Regions from separate parts of the Mus musculus genome. Here region 1 is linked to region 2. Evidence: chromatin contacts called from public Hi-C data. All regions are on one chromosome and are shown on one strand. Each heading gives the region's core, a stretch centred on a gene start, on an enhancer-like site or on the middle of the called end of the contact. The rest is flanking DNA. Distances are from core to core; before and after follow the strand shown. Region 1 holds the start of Olfm1 (olfactomedin 1). Region 2 overlaps F730016J06Rik (a long non-coding RNA gene).

Region 1 (3,094 bases), core at 521-3,020, 72 kb before region 2:
AGAAGCCACCAAGGCTCCTGCATACACACCACCATGACCCCTGCCCTCCAGCCACTGCAGCCTACCCAGTCTCCAAGCCCTTCCCTGGCATCCTGCACTTCCCTGCTATTTTTAGATAAGGATGGGAAGAAGGCAGAGAAGCAGGTAGTGCTATACTTCATTTCATTCATCCAGCTTAGGACACAAGCATCCAAAATCCTTATCAGGGAAACTCATGGTGATATTTTTGTTTGGCTTTTTTTTTTTTTTTTTTTTTTTTGAGACAGAGTCTCATTACGCAGCTCTGAATGTCAGGGAACTCACTCTGTAGACCAGGCTGGCCTCAAACTCACAGAGACCCACCTGCCTCTGGGATTTAAGGAGTGGGACACCACTCCCAGTACCAGGGCACTAGGAAAACTCTTTTTAAAACAACAGGAGAGGCAGACCCTACAAGAGTGATAGATGGTGGTGGTGGTGGTGGTGGGTCACACCACCCAGCTCTTGGGATCAAACTGGAGGAGAATGGTCCCTCACCTGTCCTTTCCACTGAGAAGGTTATGCCAGGGTCCCTTTCCAGTGGCCCCTGACTTAAGGGTGGTCTCTGCTCAGCCTGCTCCATCTATCATGGAAGTCAGCCTTATCCAGACCCTCCACCCAACCCCCAGCCATAGCTCCCCATCCGCAGGCTGCCGATGACATGGAGATTCGATTTCCGTGTCAGAGGCCAGTAGAGAGGGGTGGGTGAAGACAGATCGGCAGCTGGGTCCCGCCCAGCTCCTCTCAACCTCCTCCAGAGTGCACGCTGAGATCTTCCAACCGAGATGAGACCGGAAGGGTCCCTTGGGATTTGGGGGGCTCAGGTGAGATCACAAGCTCTGGTCTTTTGCCTTGGGCCCCACTCTGCACTGGTCCAGTCCGTCTTTTACAAAGTAGGGCGAGCTGAGTCCTGGCTGGACCTAGCCCACAAAGGGTTTTAAGCAGCACCTCCACCCCTTACTTGCTGAGTGACCTTGGCTAAGTCCCCAAGTCCCTAGCTTCAGTTTCCTAAGCTTTGCAAAGAAAGATTTTCTAATATTAGTGAACGAGGACTCTGGACTTTGAACCCCTCCCACCATCACCAAAGCAGGTGTCCTCAAGCCCCTCCGGGGGACTGGGAGCAAAAAGCATCGCCCCGAAACGCCAGAGTGCGAGTGGCGGCCGCAGCTGAAGGCACTGCTTGGCTGCAGGGCAGAGGGTGGGCTCGTGACCCCGGCCCTTGTAACCCTCCCTCCCAGGGTGACCCCATCCTGTGCCGCACCGCCGGGCCAGCCCGGGGCTCGACCCGAGAGGAGGCAGGAGGGAGGAGGGGCCGCGAGGGCTCAAGGCGGGCGCACTTACGCCGGTGCTGCGGTCCAGCGTCCCGCCGCTGGCGGCCGAAAGCCGGGTGGTATTGAGGCCCACCAGCGAGGGCAGCGTCTGGGACATCCAGTTGGTGATCATGGCCATGGTGCTTAGCACGACCCCGATCTTCAGCAGCGGCACCGACATCGCGCCTCGAGTGGCCTCCTGCGCCCGCGCCGCGCCGGCGCCGGCTCCCGCGCCCCGGGCAGCCTCAGGCGGCGGGCACCACGGCGGGCAGGGGCGCCCGGCCGCGTCCCCGCGCCCCCTCTGCCCGCCGCCGCCCGCCGGTCTCTGCCTCCCTGTGCGCACTGGCCATCGCCGCGCCGCCCCGGCGCCGGGAGGTGACCAGGCGGCCCTGCCCGGCGCGCGCTGCCTGCCCGCGCTGCCCGCCGCTGCAGCGTCCCCGCGCGCTCCGCTCTCGAGAAGGGCCACCGGGTTCTGAGCGCGGCGCGGGCTGTGCGCGGGGGCCGCGGCCGGGGGGCGGGGACAAGGCCGGGCGGCGGCCGACGCAATCTGCCCAGGAAATGGGTGGATTTTTCCTCCGAGCTCCGGCTCCGCGACGCCCCCTGGCTGCAGGCAGCGAGGTCTGCAAACCGGTCGGCCGAAGAGTTAGGGTCACCCAGGAGGACGGATAAAACGCCGCCACAAATCGTAAAAAAAAAATATAAAACCTCAAGAATCTCGCATGGCACCCATCCACAGAACACCCCCTCGCCCAGCTCTCTCGGTCACCCTCACGGTTTTGTCTCGCCCAGGCCCGGCCTGCTTGTGGTCAAGGGTCTCCTCCCCTGCTGCTGGGCTTGCCTTCCCTGGTGGACTAAGTCCAGTCAGTTTGGGGTGTCTCCTGAGCCCCAGCAGGAAAGAGTAGCTTGGGTGGAGTCTCCAGTGTCAGCGCAGGAGTAAAGAGGTAGCTACAAAGTGAGAGACACTGCTGGGAACCTTGGACAACTACCTCAGAAGGAGGGGACAGTTGGAAGTCCTAGCGGGGGAACACCCTGGGCTTGTGGGAGCAGGTTTAAACAGAGAGGGACTGGAGGGGGGCGGTATGCCTGCTGTGCACAGTAGAGGATGAAGGAGAGAGAGTGTGCCAACCTACCGTCAGGAGCTGCTGGAAGCATAGGGCTCAGGAGGAACTAGAGGGGCCACACCCATGATTGTGGGGTATGGTACATGCACGGGGGGCGGGGAGGGGCGGGGTTAGAGTATCTGGCGTCTATGCTGTAGGCTTAGATGGACAGGGGTCCCTCGCAGGGACCCAGATCAGGGCCAGGCAAGCTTCAGCAGTATCTGTGCCAAGACTTGTAAGTCTCAGCAAAACAGAACAGCCGGCAAACACAACTTCATAGTGCTTTTGACTTTGAAGCAAGCCCTCTAAGCTGAGGAAAGCCAGTTTCTGCAGGCATTCCTCCAAGTTGTTCCAGTCCCGGGCAGGGAAAGCCAGCCTATTCGCAGCCCCCTACCCCTGCGCTCTTTCCCACCTGGTCAATTATAGACCAGGAAGAGATGTCAGAACAAAGGCAGGCCTCCTGGGGTCTGCCAAGAGGGATATGACATCTTCCGGGGGCTTGTCTCTCTGTGTTCAGTCCTCATTTGCAGAGAAAACGTCAACAGCCAAGATGACCCTGGCCCGAGTGCTGGGCGTGAGCCCTGCTGGCTCAAGAAGTCAATTGGAGTTGTTTCTCTGGTTAATGCATGGCATTCATTGGTGCCTCCAGTTTGGGTCAGATGCCAG
Region 2 (3,243 bases), core at 118-2,617:
AGTGTTTTCAAATACATATAACTATTCCACAAAGCGTTAACAATGTGAATAGATTACTACTCTTAAATATATATCAATAATATATATATACACGTATGTGTGTACAGTCAATAGCATATTGAATTTTTTTCACACTGTTTATCCAGCGTAATTTGCAGTTGGTCCATATTTGATTAAATACCATCATCTTTTATGTAGGAGTTACATAAGTAAATAGAAAAATCATTTACAGTCTGATGCTCTATGAAAAATTAATCTCAGGTCTGTCTCATGGTTCACACTGGGACTTGCTAGGGACGTGTGGTTAATTGGATATGGGGATGATGGGGGTGGCTGGGTAAGCCGAGAGCTTCATTTCTTTGTCATTTGGAAGATTCAGACATTTTCTACAAATGTGTGGATTAGGAACTAGAGCCAGTGATTATCCCATCATATATGTCTTCCAGAAGTTTCCAGGTAGCAAATTATTTGCCACACTGCTGGTTAGGAGCCTTCCCATGGGAAGTTAATTTCTTTGGTTTGACATGGCTGATGTTTGGTAGCAGGTGCAAGGTACTGATCATGGACCAACCCAGGCACTCCTGTCCACACCCAGTCTCAATCCTGGGCCAAAGGCAAGGGACAAGTTCTGACTCACGGTACCTTCCACTGTGGTGGCCCAGCTGTGTGCCCATAATCTGTGAGACCTTCTCCTCTGGACTGGTGCATCCAAATCTTGCCCACACAGAGTTGGTGCCAAGAGCTTTGTGATAGAGGGACCAACCCAGGGGTGGGAGGATGTGGTAGAGACCTAAAGAAATGGATTGCCTCTCAGAGAGAAATCAGAGCAGGCGAGTACCACCTGTCTCCAGGCCTGTGCTCTGAGCTCTCGAGGGTTTGGAACAGTTGCTGTACACCCTTCCCCTCCACTGGAGAACCCTTGAACCCACTGGGTGACCCCTCTTCCCCACCCTCCTGCAAGGATGATTTGTTCTTTGCCAGTTTTAGAAGCCAGAAGTGTGAAGGACAGGGCTGGCACCCTCCTCAGGCACTAAGGTGCACCTGACATGTCAGTGCAGAGGCCAGCCTCAGATTCTTCTTCCCCATGCATGTCTCTCACCTCTGGGTCTCCTATCAGGATACCTGCCATTGGTTTTAGGAAATCCATTTGATCTCGAGACTTTTAACCAAAAAGAATTTGTTTTCCCCGAATAAGGCCATGCTCACTTTCAAGGGACCCTTCCCAGGGAACCCAGTTCTGCACTGAGCCTTCCATCTGCTGCAGAGGATTGCTGCCAGCCCTCCCCTGGCTCCTTATGTCCTTCCCCACACAAATCCTTAGGCTCAGCTGCCCATTCCCCCCTTTGATCCTGAGAAGAACTAGCATAACCTGCTTGTGTTCAGCGTGACGCTGGATGCCAGCCCCTCCTGCCTGGACACTGGCGACCGACATGCCCGGAGGAGTCGTGTCTGAAAATGTGGAACAGGTTGTTGTTGATGATCTCCAAAGCTTTGCTCTGTGCTCATTCCCTCCCGTGGGTATGTCTGCAGCCTCCTTCTGTACCTGCTCAGTGGTGGATGAATGTCTTCAGGGAAGGTTGGCCATGTCCTACGAGGGACACTGTGTTCCGTGCCGACCCTGTCCTCTTACACCATACCACGAAGGTGACCAAACACAGGACAGAAGAACAGGAGACACCCTCCACTCTGCGGAGAGCTCCCAACCAGGAAGACTCCGTTTCATCTGTGCAGAAGTAGAGGAGAACAGGTTCACACTTGTGATAGCCACTTTCAACTCTGAGCAGTGTGAAGAACAAGGCCCTCCGAAAACACCCAGTAATAAATCCAAGACTTAAGAGAAATCCAGGCAGTTTTATTTCCCTTTCTACAGAACTGGTGCCTGTCCAAACAAAAGGCAAAATGTTTGACACACCAACTGAGCATAACAATAAATTCTACTGAGTGTTTGCTGGATTATAGTCTTCCTGGAGGTGGAAGCCCACCTGTGGTGGTTTGAATTAAAATGGCCTCTGTGGGCTCATAGAGGGTGTCGGTTATTGGGAGGTGTGGCCTTGTTGGAGAAAGTGTGTCACTGGGGAGGGGATTTGGGGTTTTGGAAGCCCAAATCAGGCCCACTGTAGCTCTCTGTTCACAGCAATAGAAATCTTAACCAAGACAGAAGTTGATACCAGAGACTGGGGTATTGTGTGATTGCCTGAAGGCCTTTTGTTTGGGGAATGTGGGTTTAAATTAGGAAAGCAGTTGAACACTTTAAGTGGGGCTTAATAGGCCGTACTCACAGGCTCATGGAAGACAGTGGTGCGGAGGATGACTTGAACTAGGGGGGCTGACTCAAGAGGTTTCAAAGGAGAATATTGGTAAGTGACCTGTGTAGGCAGTTGGGGCATTTTGAAGCAGATTTTATCCCAGTGCCTTCCAATGGCTACTACTGCACCCAGGAGGGCTATGTACCTGAGTAGCCCACTCCTGCTTGCACCAGCTATCCATCTATCCATCTGCTGGCTCTTTAAGTTGTCCCAGACTGCCTTCCTGGCCCAGTCCTCACTTCCTGCTGAGATGTGTAAAGTTCTCTGCTCCGGTCTCTCCTCGTCTCCTCTGGTCATTTCATTCCAGCCCGACTCTTCTACTGCCTTGGGAACTATATACTGGTCACTGTCTAATACTCCCCCCCCCCCACTCTTTCCCCATCCCTAGATGTGTCTCATTCATGGGGCCTCACCCTTAACAGGAATTCAGTAATCTTAATATGGTTCAACTCTTGGGGTCAACAAAAACAGAGACACAAGAATATGAACTATGGAATGCTGATGGGGGGGGGGGTGTCCTAGGAGACGGTTCTCTCTTCGACAACGCTACCAACAGATGGGACCCTCAGAACCAGATCTTCTTGTGAAGGTGACTAAGCCCAACTGAACTAGGGGCCTTGATAGGGAGACACCCTGGGCAGTTTATTCGCTACAAGTGAGGAATAGCCAGAATGTGCTAAACCCAACGGAATGCCTCTGAGCCAGCAGTGAATCATCTTAATTAGCACTCTGAGTAAGTTCAAGTGGATTCTGCAAGCGTTAGCAGCTCCAATTATTCTGTGCCCTAAGCTACTGCTATGAGGTTACATGGCAAAGCCCCATGGGAACTTCTAAGGTGAGTGAGAGAGAGTCCATAGCACTGTGCCCACACTGGCAAAACAAGTGTGCAATCAGTGAGGTCTGAGGAAGGGTGCCACACTGAGGTGTGAGTGGACCT

The links. Hi-C and Micro-C count contacts between places; a contact is called where the count stands out from the background.
Region 1: a contact with region 2 is called in a Hi-C map of cerebellar granule neurons, with 2.1 times the contacts expected there. The contact joins the promoter of Olfm1 here to the enhancer-like site in region 2. A contact is called at or near these places in 8 of 39 promoter capture datasets (the 3T3-L1 cell line, the HPC-7 cell line, the SN4741 cell line and 4 more), 5 of 484 Hi-C or Micro-C datasets (cerebellar granule neurons, cerebral cortex, embryonic stem cells and 2 more), 2 of 115 datasets of contacts at active chromatin or transcription factors (PVALB interneurons and VIP interneurons) and 2 of 9 other capture datasets (liver and pancreatic islet).

The regions. Positions count from the first base shown.
Region 1 is chr2:28,204,365-28,207,458 of GRCm38.p6, reverse strand. Olfm1 (olfactomedin 1) reads right to left here and starts at 1,770. Exons shown (of 6, transcript NM_019498.2): 1 at 1,360-1,770. The coding sequence starts at 1,509.
Region 2 is chr2:28,132,120-28,135,362 of GRCm38.p6, reverse strand. It overlaps F730016J06Rik (a long non-coding RNA gene), which reads right to left. Exons shown (of 10, transcript XR_003953783.1): 8 at 2,452-3,243; 9 at 1,544-1,723; 10 at 983-1,449. Among named protein-coding and RNA genes, the nearest start is that of F730016J06Rik, 38 kb to the right of the region's middle. Within about 2 kb of position 1,367, at least 23 of the 459 cell types and tissues checked have an H3K27ac peak or open chromatin away from gene starts, as enhancers often do. A contact at or near this core is called in PVALB interneurons, the SN4741 cell line, VIP interneurons and 1 more, where this site is marked.